Regions from separate parts of the Mus musculus genome. Here all the other regions are linked to region 1. A link is a contact called in public ChIA-PET, Hi-C, HiChIP or PLAC-seq and promoter capture Hi-C data. All regions are on one chromosome and are shown on one strand. Each heading gives the region's core, a stretch centred on a gene start, on an enhancer-like site or on the middle of the called end of the contact. The rest is flanking DNA. Distances are from core to core; before and after follow the strand shown. Region 1 holds the start of Lemd2 (LEM domain containing 2). Region 2 holds the start of Tcp11 (t-complex protein 11). Region 3 holds the start of Uhrf1bp1 (UHRF1 (ICBP90) binding protein 1). Region 4 holds the start of Snrpc (U1 small nuclear ribonucleoprotein C). Region 5 holds the start of Atp6v0e (ATPase, H+ transporting, lysosomal V0 subunit E).

The links. Hi-C and Micro-C count contacts between places; a contact is called where the count stands out from the background. ChIA-PET counts read pairs in DNA pulled down with a chosen protein or histone mark. HiChIP or PLAC-seq counts read pairs in DNA pulled down with a chosen protein or histone mark. Capture Hi-C pulls out chosen DNA fragments and counts their contacts.
Region 2: a Hi-C map of B cells shows a contact between it and region 1, with 5 read pairs. The contact joins the promoter of Tcp11 here to the promoter of Lemd2 in region 1. A contact is called at or near these places in 2 of 39 promoter capture datasets (hippocampal neurons and pre-B cells) and 1 of 484 Hi-C or Micro-C datasets (B cells).
Region 3: a contact with region 1 is called in a promoter capture Hi-C map of pancreatic islet. The contact joins the promoter of Uhrf1bp1 here to the promoter of Lemd2 in region 1. A contact is called at or near these places in 2 of 9 other capture datasets (adipose tissue and pancreatic islet).
Region 4: an H3K27ac HiChIP or PLAC-seq map of cardiomyocytes shows a contact between it and region 1, with 7 times the contacts expected there. The contact joins the promoter of Snrpc here to the promoter of Lemd2 in region 1. A contact is called at or near these places in 1 of 39 promoter capture datasets (hippocampal neurons), 1 of 484 Hi-C or Micro-C datasets (CD4 T cells), 1 of 115 datasets of contacts at active chromatin or transcription factors (cardiomyocytes) and 1 of 9 other capture datasets (pancreatic islet).
Region 5: a contact with region 1 is called in an RNA polymerase II ChIA-PET map of memory CD8 T cells, with 5 read pairs. The contact joins the promoter of Atp6v0e here to the promoter of Lemd2 in region 1. A contact is called at or near these places in 1 of 39 promoter capture datasets (liver), 1 of 484 Hi-C or Micro-C datasets (CD4 T cells) and 2 of 115 datasets of contacts at active chromatin or transcription factors (memory CD8 T cells and microglia).

The regions. Positions count from the first base shown.
Region 1 is chr17:27,203,081-27,205,749 of GRCm38.p6, forward strand. Lemd2 (LEM domain containing 2) reads right to left here and starts at 1,358. Exons shown (of 9, transcript NM_146075.2): 1 at 579-1,358. The coding sequence starts at 1,338. Gm34736 (a long non-coding RNA gene) reads left to right here and starts at 1,789. Exons shown (of 4, transcript XR_385492.4): 1 at 1,789-2,087.
Region 2 is chr17:28,079,272-28,081,940 of GRCm38.p6, forward strand. Tcp11 (t-complex protein 11) reads right to left here and starts at 1,368. Exons shown (of 10, transcript NM_001085555.1): 1 at 1,304-1,368; 2 at 888-1,034. The coding sequence starts at 1,008.
Region 3 is chr17:27,855,153-27,857,821 of GRCm38.p6, forward strand. It overlaps Uhrf1bp1 (UHRF1 (ICBP90) binding protein 1), which reads left to right and starts at 1,355. Exons shown (of 21, transcript NM_001080769.1): 1 at 1,355-1,642. The coding sequence starts at 1,599.
Region 4 is chr17:27,838,726-27,841,394 of GRCm38.p6, forward strand. Snrpc (U1 small nuclear ribonucleoprotein C) reads left to right here and starts at 1,362. Exons shown (of 6, transcript NM_011432.2): 1 at 1,362-1,444; 2 at 1,739-1,781. The coding sequence starts at 1,437.
Region 5 is chr17:26,675,048-26,677,716 of GRCm38.p6, forward strand. It overlaps Atp6v0e (ATPase, H+ transporting, lysosomal V0 subunit E), which reads left to right and starts at 1,349. Exons shown (of 4, transcript NM_025272.2): 1 at 1,349-1,531. The coding sequence starts at 1,428.

The sequences.
Region 1 (2,669 bases), core at 108-2,607:
GTAATAGGCAAAAAAAAAAAAAAAAAAAAAAAAAAAGACATCAGTCCTCAGCTATTCGGGAGGCTCGCTCTCTTGCACCCCTCAAGGGGTGCGGAGTCACGTAACTGAGTGTGGGCAAAGACGTCTAGGAAGTCGCCTGACTCACAGGCTCTCTCCCAACACAGCCTGCGGGGGGGGGGGGGGGAGGCTGTGCCTCACATGCACCCCTGTGGTACCAGCTTCGGCTTAGAACAACTCTCCCACACCTGAGCCACAGGCAGGGTCAGACTCCTTTTGACAAATGAAGGCCCGGTGGTGCCAGTTTTGCTGCTACAAAGCTGAGACCACGGCAGGCATTCCCCGAAGGCAGGGAAGACAAGAGGGGCAGGGGTGGGCTGACTGTCAAGAGTGTGCGTGTGGCTTTCCCTTGGAAGGACCTGGCTGTGGCTGAAAGGGAGACTCTAGAAAGACGGGGAAACAGAAAAGAGCAGAAAGTGGAGGCAGAAAGTGAGGGTCTGCAGTCGGTCGCGGCTCACAAGCCGGTCTGGGTGGGCGAACCCCGTGCCCCGGGCCCTCCCCTGCGCCGGCCCGGGACGTACTGTTGTCCTCCGCCTCCTGCGGCGCCGAGGGCTTGCCCATCTTCACCCACAGGATGGCCAAGAAGCCGAGCAGCAGCCCCAGGCTGGCCCAGAGCAGGAGCCGAGACAGGCAGCGCTCCAGCCACCGGCCCACCTCGGGTCGGGTCCGCCCGGCGCCCGCCGAGCCGGTGCGCGAGCCCTTCAGGCCGGGGCGAGCGTCGGCGCCGAGGAGCGCCGAGTGCGGCCGCGCAGAGGCCGACGGCGGGGCCCACCAGTGGCGGCCCCGGCCCGGGGCGTGCCTGTCCGGCGTTCGTGTATCCTCGTCATCCTCCGAGCTGCCCCGGACCGAGGCGCGGCGTCGCAGCGGCCCGGGCCCGGCGTGGGGCGGGTAGGAGAGGCCGCGGCTCGCGGCCCAGGGAGAGGCGGAGGCCCCGAAGTTGCCGTACGGCCCCGAGGCGTCGGAGGCCGCGCTAGGCGCCGGCGGGGAAGGCGACAGCGGCCAGGGCTCCGAGCGCAGGACGCTGGCGGCGGGCCGCGCGCGCAGCGGCGCTTCCTCGCGTAGCCGGGCCTCCTCCCGCTGCCGCTCGGGGCCCCGCGGCCCGGCGTCCTCCCGCGGCCCGGCGTCCTCCCGCAGCCGCTCGTCGTCGCGCAGCCGGGCCTCGCCCCGCAGGCGGCGCAGCTTGTTGCGGTAGACGTTCCGCGTGGTGTCGGTGATGGGGCCTGGCTGGAAGCCCAGGGCCTGCAGCTCTCGCCGCAACTCCAGGTCCGACAGGCCGGCCATGGCCAGGACACCGCCCCCTCGCCCGCCCCCGGCGCGCACCGCACCCGGAACTGCTCCCGCCGGCAGCCGCGGCGGAGCGGGCGGGGCCGCGCGCCATGATGGGAAGGGCGACCACGGACGCCATATTGGGAAGGGCGGCGCATGGAGGCTATGTCCGCCATGATGAAAGGCGTCTGTGTCGGCCTGGCGCCGCCATGTTGGTGAGGTCAAAGGGTTGGTTTGGTTACTGTTTTGTTTTGTTTTACTTGTGTGTGCAGGTGCTTTCATCTCTTCCCCCCGCCCTCTAGCTTATCTTTATCTGTCAGACCTAGCAGTGTTTATCCTAACGCAGCGTTAGCACGTGGTAAACGTTCAATGGAATGTTGATTTACTTAATGGATGAGCTCAATGGTGTAAGAAAACCACCGCCATTAATAGAGATCCGGCCCACTTGCCAGTCTCCGGATGGGCGTCGAGGCTGTGTGTCGGATTTGGGTGGTGGAGTAACCGCCCGGCATGCTCTCCAAGACCTTATCTTGACTGCTGCTTCAGGCCAGCTTCAGGCATGCACTTGGTCGACACTGAAACTTCAGGAGTGTGCACCCTTGGGACTGGAGAGATAGAAGACTCTGGGCGTAACAACACTTACAGAGGAGCTAGGGTTTGGACATCAGTGGCTGGTCACGTCATGGACAATTCCAATTCCAGAAGATCTGGTATCTTTCTCTTCCGGTCTCTGCTGGCATGGTATGAACCTGGTGCACATACAAGTGGGTAAAACACTCGCACATAAAATAAATATATTTTTTTAAGGTGCAACTCTGAGACAGATTGATCCTCTGTGGCCACGGGTGACCCAAAATGTCCTCATAGGTGGATCCCTATACTCTGAACTCTTAGGGGCAAATACCTATGCCCTAGGTTCCCGTAAATGTTGGAATTCTCTTGGGTGATGGGATCGGGAGACCCGTGTCTTACGGTTTAGGGGATGATCTGCAGAGTCTTGCAGTTTGATCTCCAATCTGCAACCATTTAGTGTGTGGTAATTTCCAATTAACATTTCTAGCCAGCTTCCCATAACTCCCTAGAGGGCTGCTATAAGGATTAGAAGAGACCTTCAGGACAGGGCCTGGAGCGCACTCCTCCCTTAGACAAATCTGTGCAGTGTTGGAGTTGGGAGCCTTGAGGGGGTGGGGGCAGTGATGTGGTTACCCTTACCCGTCCCCCCACCATCTAACAAACACAGTTCATGGCCTCACCCTCTCCCCTTGCTGTTCCTTCCACATCCTTCACCCATCACCTCCCTTTTCCTGGCAATATTGCAGCTCCAGCTTCCCAGCCCTCGAGATCTC
Region 2 (2,669 bases), core at 118-2,617, 880 kb after region 1:
TGCAGTCCTTCATTATCCCAGCCGAAATGGCTGGCATGACACAATCAGATCCGTAAACAAATCCGAGGTGAAAGGAAACCTTCAAAGCTACAGCCACTCCTCAAGAAACTCTCCAACTGCAAGAAGCAGCCAGTTCCGCCCAGAGCACTCCGGAACAAGGAGGGCTTAAAGAGTAGAGATTTAAGTGTGGCTACAATTCTTAAAAATTCAGATTGCCCCCCTAAAAAAAGAAAACTGCAACACAACAAAGCCAACGTGTTATACACAGTTCCAAATTTTTACAAAAGGAATTTGATTGTATACTCAGGAGTCACTGTACCTATGGATGCAACAGCCATTGTAAGAACTGTTTCCAAACCAGCAGCACCAGCACGCCCTGACCTTGAACCCCACAGGCCAGGTTCCTATTTGGATACACAACCCCAGCCCGAACCCAACCCACCCCACCCCACCCCTCCGGGTACACCTGGATCTTGTCTCAAGTCACAGCGTTAAGCAGCAGCGACCCCGCGTGGCCACAGAGGAGAGACTAACTGTCCAGCGTCACAGGAAATCCATGGCAACGCTTGTGCGGGAGCATTTGAAACGAGGGGGAGGGAGGTCCGGACCTGCAGTCCCCGCACTTGGGGGACCCTGCCTCAAGCAGATACCTAGCCTGTGCGAGCTCGGGGTCCCGCCGAGGTGGCCCTTTCCCGGGGATGGCGGAAGCGGTGCCCCACGCGTGACCGAGGGGAGCTTCGCTCGGGCGGAGGGCTGGGGACACCGGGAGGTCGGGCCAGTCCGCAGTCCTCCGTGGCCCACGGGACCTCGTGGCGCCGTCTTTACCCCGCGCCCCTGCGCGGACCCTGGGGTGAGGGCGGCCGTGCTCGGGCGACGGTTGAACCTACACGATCGGTGCCCCTGGGCGCTGCTCGCGCTCTCCCGGGTGTTTCCCCCGCGGGATTCACGGGAGGCGCTCTCTGCCGCGCCGGGCTCCTTCCGGGCCGCCCTCTCTTTCACGTCTGGCATCCTGGTGATGGTGGTGGTGGTGGTATCTGTGTGGTGACAAATGTTGGGGGCTCGTCAGGGCCAGGGGGGACCAGAGCTGGCGCAGGAAGAAACTGAGGCCGCAGCCCCGACGGACGCCCCTCCCCTTACCCCTCTCCATCCCTCACCACCCCTTGTCTCTCCCTCTCAGTATGCCTCTTCCCCTCACCTCCTCTTCCCCTCTCCCTTCCCCTCTTTCATCCCTTCCCCTCCGTGGCTCACCTCCGCCCTCCCCCTCCACTTTCTCCCTCCCCTTCCCTCTCTCCACTCAGCTCACTTCCTTCTCTGCCGGCCCGCCCGCTCTGGCTGGCTGGGCGGCACGGGGTGCGGGTGGGCTAAACCACTTGGGGGGATGAGGCAGGGGCGGCGTGGCTGGGTGGAGCCACTGAGCCCCACGTCGATGCTGTCACACACTCCACATCCCCACCCTGCGAACTGAGCAGGAGTGGGAACGCCCGGTGTTGCCAAACAAACAGCTTAGGTGTCCTGGCAACGAGGCGCGAGGCGCGTGGCAGCCCTCCCCACCAGCATCGCGACCCGCCACCGACCATCTGCCGCCACCTTGGGTGAGACCGAGACTGGGGCAGGACGGTCATCCCTATTGATTCCAAGTGTCAGGATCTGGGGCTTAGGGGTAGCCTGCAGAGCATGCACAGGGGTGCTAGCCTCGAACTGCTGACCCTACAGCCTCTGCCTGAGTGCTGGGGTCACCCGTGTGAGCCACCACCAAGGGTTCATGTAGTGCTGGGCATGGAAGGGACCTCATAGGCTGAGCTCCATTTCCAGATTCTTAAAAAAAATGGAGGGTGAGGCCTGGAGAGATGGCTCAGCTGTTAGGACCACTGGCTTTCTTCCAGAGGACCAGGGTTCGATTCCCAGCACCAACATGATGGATCTCGGCCATCTGCCACTCCAGTTCCTCGGGATCATACTTCCTATATTTACATATATTTACATACACGCAGGCAAAATACCCATACATATAAAATTGTCTTGTTTTACATATAACATTCTCTTGTGTTTTTTGCTTTTTTCCCAAGACAAAGAAAGTTTCTCTATGCTGCCCCAGCAGTCAGGGAACTCTTCTGTAGACCAGGCTGGCCTCAAACTCAGATCTTCCTGCCTCTGCAGGGATTAAAGTCTTTTAAATACCCACGCCTTGGGTTTGGGGAGAGAACATGGAGAGGGTGTTTTTCCCTCATATTCTTTCTGGCCTCTTAATTACTCTGACTTGAAGTCATCATAAAACCTATGCAAATGCATCCCATCCATGCAGTACCCCAGGCGTTCAGAAGAGGGCGTGCGATCCCCCGGAAATGGCTGTACCGCCTGATGCCGCTGCTTTGCTTGCCAATCCCTGACTTTGGAAAACCTGAAAGTAACGGTGCAGGCCTGTCACCCTAGCTACTGGGGAGACTGAGGCAAGAGGACAGACTGGCCAAGGCCTGCTTGGACTACACAGTTCCAGGACAGACGAAGCAACTAAAGTTTAAAGACAAAACAAAGCCAGATAATGGGTGCAACTTAGTAACAAAATGCCGGCCATGTTTGAGGGCCCAGGTTCAGTTCCAATACTGCAAGGTAGGATTTACTGAAAAGAATTTAAGGTTGTAGCTTGGTTGGTATCCCTGGGTTCAATTCTC
Region 3 (2,669 bases), core at 105-2,604, 650 kb after region 1:
ATCTAGGGCTATATCTGGATACCTTGTCTCAATCTCAACCAAGAGTAAACTTTTTTTTGGTGGTTTTTCGAGACAGGGGTTCTCTTTGTAGCCCTGGCTGTCCTGGAACTCACTTTGTAGACCAGGCTGGCCTCAAACTCAGAAATCCGCCTGCCTTTGCCTCCAGAGTGCTGGGATTAAAGGCTTGCGCCACCACGCTGGGCTCCAAGAGTAAACTTAAAAGACCTGGGGACTGGAGAGATGGCTCCCTGCTAAGTGCTGCTCTAGAGGGCTTAGGTGCAGTGCTCAGCACCCACACCAAGTGGCTCACAACTACTTGTAACTCCAGTGCCAAAGAATCTGACAGCTTCTGGTCTCTGTGGGCACATGACATTCACACTCACATAGGAATGCACAGATAAATAAAAACACTCCGTCTTTGGGGGGCGGTGCGTCTGAGTGGAGTACTTACCTCATTTGCTTGATGTAATTAATTCCTACTCCCGCCAAACTTACCAAGAAAGCAAAACCACACGAAATAGCGAGAATTAAAGACATTGGCTCTCATTTCCATTGCTCCCTTTTCAAAAGGCAGTTAAGTATATTGAGTCATGTACTAATGATCAATAGACATTTAAATTTCCTAAAGGGGGCTTTAAGCAAAGTATGTTGGTTAGGTTTGCTGTGGTTGTTCGGCGTTTTGACCTCAGCAGTTTGTCAGAATGGTGCATTGGGAAATGAGATCCTGCACTGAGCCATTGTCATGCATGGAAACAGGATTCAGCCCTTGCCCCAGTTTTGTAGCTTTGGTCAGATGGTATCTGAGTATCTCCTGGATACAGTGAAGAGTGGAAGGAGCCTCCATCTGTGTTTAATGGAGTGGCCCAAGGCTTGGCGAGCACTTTATCACGGAGGCCTTATGTATTTAGCAGCTTAATAACTGCAGATATTTTTCTTGAAACTGGAAGCATTAAAGGTTAGATTTCTTGGGTCTTTTTTTTTTTTTGTGGTTTTTCGAGACAGCGTTTCTCTGTATAGCCCTGGCTGTCATGGAACTCACTTTGTAGACCAGGCTGGCCTCGAACTCAGAAGAGACAAGGTCTCTTAATGTAACCCTGTCTTGGTAGTCCCCATGTAGACAGGGTTGGTCTCAAGGTCCTATATTTGCTTGCCTCTGGCTCTGGAGAGTTCGGAGTAAAGGCGAATGCCACCATCTACCTTCTGGAAGAGTGAGCCCCGCCTCTGAGCGTGTAAGCCCCGCCCCGCGCAGTTGCCCCGCCCCCTATGCCTCTGAGCTCCCGCCGCCCCGCCCCTCATCCCTTGCGCCTGTGCCGCCGCGCGCGTCCCCGCCCCTCGCCGTGCGCTCTCGCCACGGGGATCCCGGAGGGTGGCGTGCGGTCTGGGTTCTGCTCCGCGGGATCCTGCGGCGCCGCACGGGCGGGTGGGAACGCGGCGGAACTCCTGGCGCTGAGTTAGGGGCGACAGAGAGCCATGGCGGCCACTGTGGCTACGGCAGCCGGTGCCCGCGCCGCGGCGAGGTGAGAGGACGCCTCTTTTCCACAACTGAGGAGGCCACGGCTGCCCGTCTGCCTGCATTCCACGCGGGCCCGGGCTGCAGCATGGCCGGGATCATTAAGAAGCAGATCTTGAAGCATCTGTCCCGGTGAGAGCGCCACCCCGCGTACTCGGTCCTTTTCCGAGCCCTCCGACCTCCCTCCGGCCGCTCTGGGCGAGCGGCTCCCTGCAGGCGCGATTCAACTCTTGCGGGCCGTTGTCGGCGCTGCATTACTCCCTCGCCCGGGCCACCTTCCTCCCCACCCCCGTCGCCGCCTCCTTCCTCGGCGCGGGTCACCCAGCCCTTTCCTGGCCGTACCTTCCAGACCCGCACGGAACCTGGCAGGCCAGCCCTGGAGGCCTCTTCCCGCCTGCCGAGCCGCCCAGCGCCGGTTCATTTCTGGCTTTGCCGCTCCGTGCTGGATTACCCAGGTCCCCTTCGATTGCAGCGCCGACGCCGGCTTTCTCCTTCTGTGAGGCGAGCTCCTCCTCTTCTGTCTGACCCTGTTGCATCACTCTTGAAAAGATATAAACCCTTCACCCGAGGCTGGTCGTCCTTTCGGACCTCCCTCCTTTCTGGGTCCGCTTTCTTCTCCGTACACAGACGGATTGGAGAAAGGTCAGCGGAGGTGGGGGATAAAGTTTCAGCAGCCTTCCCTTTAAGATGCCATGGAGGTTTGTTTGACAGCCAGTGTCCACTTGTGCTTTGTGGCCTCCTGTTAAGCTGTCCTGTCGCTCTGTATTTGGGGCATGACGGGTTAGCTGGCAAGACACTTTTCAGCTATATCTGAAGGACTCCTGGTCTCTGCGTGATGATGCAGCTTGTTAGAATGGGTGGCTGCGAAAATTGGGAGCTAGCTTTGCAGTTGGTTTTCGCTGCTTATTCTAGCTTGGTGATGGTTGTTAATTTAGGTTGTCTCAGAGGCTCTAGTGATCCAGAGTTTGGCAGCACAGTGACTAGTGGTTTTCAAGAGGTGTGTGTGAGTGTTGCCAGTCAACATGGAACACCAGGGCTTGTGTGAGCCTCTGTCCCTGACGTGGTGTCCCCCGTTGCCTGGCTGACATTGGCTTATGTGATCTTAGACATTTATTAGCTAGATTCAGATACCTTGTTTGATTAACTGTTATGTGCATGA
Region 4 (2,669 bases), core at 112-2,611, 640 kb after region 1:
ACTCCTCCCTCCTCTCTCATTCTTTGGAGTTCAAGTTAAAAGGCAATCCACTTTGTTTGAGAGAACAGACTCTAAGTTTGACCTGTTAGTTGGCAATGTACTGCTAACAACGTCTATAGAATCACTACCATTTATGGTGGCCTAAGTGCATAGACCTTTCGCTAAATGCCCTATGAGCTTTACATTTAAATTTTTTTTATATTTTGTTTTATTTTAGACAAGGTTTCCCTGTGTAGCCCTGGCTGTCCTGGAACTCACTCTGTAGACCAGGCTGGCCTTGAACTCAGAAATCTGCCTGCCTCTGCCTCCCAAGTGCTGGGATTAAAGGCGTGCGCCACCACTGCCCGGCTTAAATTCATTTTTGTATTATTGTATGTATATGGGTGTTTAGTTTGTAAGTGCACCATGTATGTGCCTAGTGCTGGGAGTGGATTAAAAAAGATCCATCAGACACCCTGAGACTTGAGCTGCAGACAGGTGGGAGTCACCACGGGGGAGTGTTGGTGATCGAACTTAGATTGTTCCAAGAGCAACAAATGCTTAATCGCTACACCAATTCTCCAGCTACTTTCCAGCATTTTTACATTTGATTCTTCCTTAAACTGCACAAGTTATTACCTTTACTTTTCAGATAAGGAAACTGAAGCTCAGAGAGAGTAAATTGCACAGCTAGGAAGGAAGCAGGGAGACAGGGTTTAAAACTTGAGACCCGCCCCACTCACCCAGGAGTGTGTCCCTACAATTCACGTCTGTCTTAATTGCTCAAATACAATGATCAATTTCTCAGTGATCGTCTTCTACATTTTCTTTGTCTTCCTTGATGTTCAGCTGCGCTCTTCCCCGCTTCATTTCCCCAGCATAGGACTTTGATCCCTCAGCCACTGATCGATTTCAGCTTACTGCTAATCAGGTCTTGGAGAATGAGAACTTTTACCTGATTTGGTTCTGCCTTTTTCACTTCTCATTTACAGAAGAGCTGGGTACATACTAGAGCAGTGGTCGTGACACCTTTTGCGGGTCGAACAACCCGTTCACAGGTTTCTCCTAAGACCATCAGAAAACACCGATAATTTGCATTACTAGTCATACGAGTGGCAAAATTACAGTTATGAAATAGCGACAAGAATAATTTCTGGTTGGGGGGGTCACCACAATTTGAGAAGCTGGATTAATGATTCGCAGCGTAGGAACTGCTGACTCAGGGTTTTGGAACCTTTTGTTGATAGTACTAAATTACGCACTTCCTAGACGGAGTAACTAATCCTGAATAAGTGAGCGCGGATTGAACCTCAGAGGCACCCACAGCATCCGTAGGGCAGAGGCCGGAAGCGGAAGTCCTACCCCTCCTGTCTGCATCCTTTGCTCGCGTCGGCGCAGCCTGTGTGCGTCAGTTCCTGGCGGCGGGGATCGGGGTAGCCAACGGCTTGTGGAGCATCATGCCCAAGTGAGTGTGGCCCTGGGAGCAAGCGGACTTGCGGTGGTCAGTTGGGTCCTGGTGAAGGTGCAGGGCGGCGGCCTCGGGTTCTGGACGTTCCGAGGGGAAGGCGAGCCCCTCCGAGGGATGGCGGGTGGAGACCCAGGCTCTCCGGCCATCCTGGCAGAGTGGGCGCGGACCCTCGCTCAGAAGCCTCGCATTCTGTCAGGACGCTTTGTTTGACTTACAATCCGAGGAAGTTGGGTTTTGGGTCTGTTTGTTTGGACAGCTGTTAATTGCTGACGTTTTCTTTTGTCATTTCAGGTTTTATTGTGACTACTGTGATACGTATCTTACCCACGATTCTGTAAGTGGCGGGTCTTTTTTATAATCCTAAAACGCCTTGTATGCAAAATTCTTTTTCTTTAGGTCCAGGTGTGTGCATTACAGTCTCCTGGAAATTTTATGACAACCTTTCTTAGAAAGTAATTAGGAAGCGGGTGTTTTTTCCCACCCTTTTTGTGAGGTCTTTGCAATTTGAAGGTATTTGCAGAATGATAAAACTTTAAGCAAGCTTGAAGATGGAAAGCATTTGCGTATACAGAAACTGCATGTACCTGTAATGTCAATACTTGAGAGGCTGAGCCAGGAAGATGGCAAATTCCAGGTCAGTTAAGGATACATATTGAGACCTTGTCAAAATAACTCGCCCCACCCTCCAAAAAAAGCCCAACAAAACAAAAAACAAACAAACCAGGAGTGTGTTCCTACAAACTTGCAGATTTGATTATGTCACATTATTCAAATGCCTGGTTAAAATGGAAAGAAATGTCTTAGTGTACAGCTCCATTCTCAGCTCCTGTGAGAACCTCATTAACTATTGATCATCAGGAGGAATAACTGAGATATGTGATTAGTGTTGCCCCGTGTGTAGCAGCCACAAGGCCCAGCAACAAAGTTAGGGCCTGGCGCCTGTCTTCCTAGTACACTGAGATGGAGCATTGCTGTGAGTTTAAGGCTATGGTGGGAGACCCTACCTCAAAAAAAAGCAAATCAAAACAACCTTTAGCAACAACAAAATTTGGTTTTTATGGTTTTAATAGTTTTAAATAATCTATTTATCTGCCCCCCCCCCCCCCAATCTCCTGAGGAAACAAGACAGATCTTCTGGAATAATTTGTAAACCAGGCTGACTTCGAACTCACAGAGAGCTGCTTGCTTTCTGCCTTCTGAGTGCACGGAGTAAAGTTATGTG
Region 5 (2,669 bases), core at 99-2,598, 530 kb before region 1:
TGCGGCCACTACAGCTGGCTCAGTTAAAGTCTGAAAATCATTTGCAAAGATGGTACAGCTGCTGAAGGGTCCAATTAATTCAGGAATCCATTCTACTTGATGAAGAAATCAGGAGAGGTGGCTACTACGGGGAAATGGATCCACAGCCAGCACACTGGATTCAGCTGCCAGATCTCCCTTTTCATCTTGCTCTGTCTGCAAGCTTCTGCAAAACCAACCTCAGCTCAGCATGGTGCTTCACTGGCAATCCCAGCATTTGGGAGCTGTTGTGTTCCTCATAGCAAGTCCCTGGCCCCAAGGGAAAAAAAAACCTCCAAGAATTGCTCCCCTCCTCTGTGTCTCAGGAAGTTCATGGTGCAATGAGCCTACAATTCTGGCGAGCCACAATGATATTTCTGGCTAATTCCTATTCTTGTTTGTTTGTTTGTTTGTTTCGAGACAGGGTTTCCCTGTGTAGCCCTGGCTGTCCTGGTACTCACTCTGTAGAGCAGGCTGGCTTCGAACTCAGAAATCTGCCTGCCTCTGCCTCCTGAGTGCTGGGATTAAAGGCGTGTTCCACGATGCCCGGTGATAATTCCTATTCTTTTTTTTTTTAAGATTTATTTATTTATTATATGTAAGTACACTGTAGCTGTCTTCAGACACACCAGAAGAGGGAATCAGATCTTGTTACAGATGGTTGTGAGCCACCATGTGGTTGCTGGGATTTGAACTAAGGACCTTTGGAAGAGCAGTCGGGTGCTCTTACCTGCTGAGCCATCTCACCAGCCCCGATAATTCCTATTCTTATTGAAACTGTTGTGACAACTGGCGGGAATGCAAAGTAGGGCCTGGTCATCCTCAGCTGTCCATCTTCTCTGGAGATGTGACCTCTCTCAGATGGCTGTCAGATTTACTTCTGTAACTCAGACCCTGGCACTCTGTACAAGACACACAGCAGCACCAACGATTAAGAGCCTTACAACCGTGAAGTTACTTACAATGCGACTGTGATTCTTCACTTGCAGCAGAGATGGCGATTGTGAGTAGTTCATGGGCTATGGAAGAATGCAAAGCAGGAGCCTAGCATACAAGACTCTAGAACAGTAGTCCACTATTGTAGGTTTTACTTATTTATGTCTGCGCGTAAAATATAGATAAAACTGTAAATGACACATCACCAAAATGGGCCTAAGTTCTTTCCAGAAAACTCTGCTGGTCCCCTCCCCGGTGGCTGGAGGTTCATCTCAGTCAAGCCCCATGGAACCACAGCCTTGAGACTAGCCAGGTAAGGGCGGGGCTCTAGTCTAAGGGGCGGAGTCCGACGGTCGAGTCACGCCGCGCGCAAAGGGCGGGGCTTTAGCGCGCCGATCACGTGAGCCTCTGTTGACACTTCCGGGTGGGACGAGAGCGAGGCTCCGGACCGATTCGGCTGCTGGGGCGCAGGCATGGCATACCACGGCCTTACTGTGCCTTTGATCGTGATGAGCGTGTTCTGGGGCTTCGTGGGCCTCCTCGTGCCCTGGTTTATCCCCAAGGGTCCTAACCGGGGGTAAGTGCGCCAGGTCCAAGGTGGTGGGAGCGGAGGACCCCGGTGGGAGGATCACGGAGAGAAGGATCGTACGTGGAGGACTACGGCGGGAGGATGAGGCGGGGTGGACCACAGAGGGGAGGACCGCATGCGCTCCTCAGAGCCTGTCAACGTCCCCGGCTGGAGGGTGAGGTCACCTTTGGCGGCCCCTCCCGGAAGTGAATTTTAGGGAGTGCTTTTTGTCTTGATGGACTAAAAGTGTGCACTTCGACTGAAGAGAAATTAGGGCGCCTCCCAAGCCACTGTCGCTGCTTTGGTTCTGTCTTTGATGCACGGGAGGCTTTTTGCCTAAACCTCAAAGAAAGGGATCTGAGAACAGAAATCTCCCTCTCGCCCCCTTGCTGTCGCAGTTTCGGACTCAGACAAGCTTGATGCAGAGCGTTAAGTTCAGCCTTTGCAGCTAGTGGGCCCAACCCAAGCCAGGGTGAGCCTGATCTAAACGAGGTTAAATCACCCAGAGCTGAAGGCATTGTGTAGAAACCTCTGCGTCATACCTTCCAGGGCGCTCCTGCCCTTACTTGTAAACAGTATTTACAGTGGTTGGCCAAGATTTTCATTCCCCCATCTAAGGTTTGCAGAATACCGTTTTCTCTGTTTGGAGATAAACTTCTGTATTGCAGTGTAAAAACAAACCTTTTCAGAGGAGCCTAGGGCACCCTCTTTCTAGTTCCTCTTTTGAATTAAGTAATTTTTTCCCTCTCACTCAAGATCATGTGGAGGTGACACTTGATCTTAAGTAGTAGTGTGTCAGAAACGTCTCTTGCTTTAATGGTTAGACACTGAATGGTGGGTACATAGTGTTTAGCTCCACAACACTTTGTAGAGTAGACAATGTTTACTGAGTGGGCCATTTTGATTAGAGAAAGTTTTACTGTGGGTTTCTTTGTTTTGGGGGGGCTTTGGGGGGTTTGTTTGTTTGTTTGGGGGGGGGGTCAAGATAAGGTTTCTCTGTGTAGCCCTGGCCATCCTGGAACTCACTGTGTAGACCAGGCTAGCTCAAACTCAGAAATCCACCTGCCTCTGCCTCCCAAGTGCTGGGATTAAAGGTGTGCGCCACCACGCCCAGCTGAAGTTTTACTGTTTTGTGATATTGGCTTCT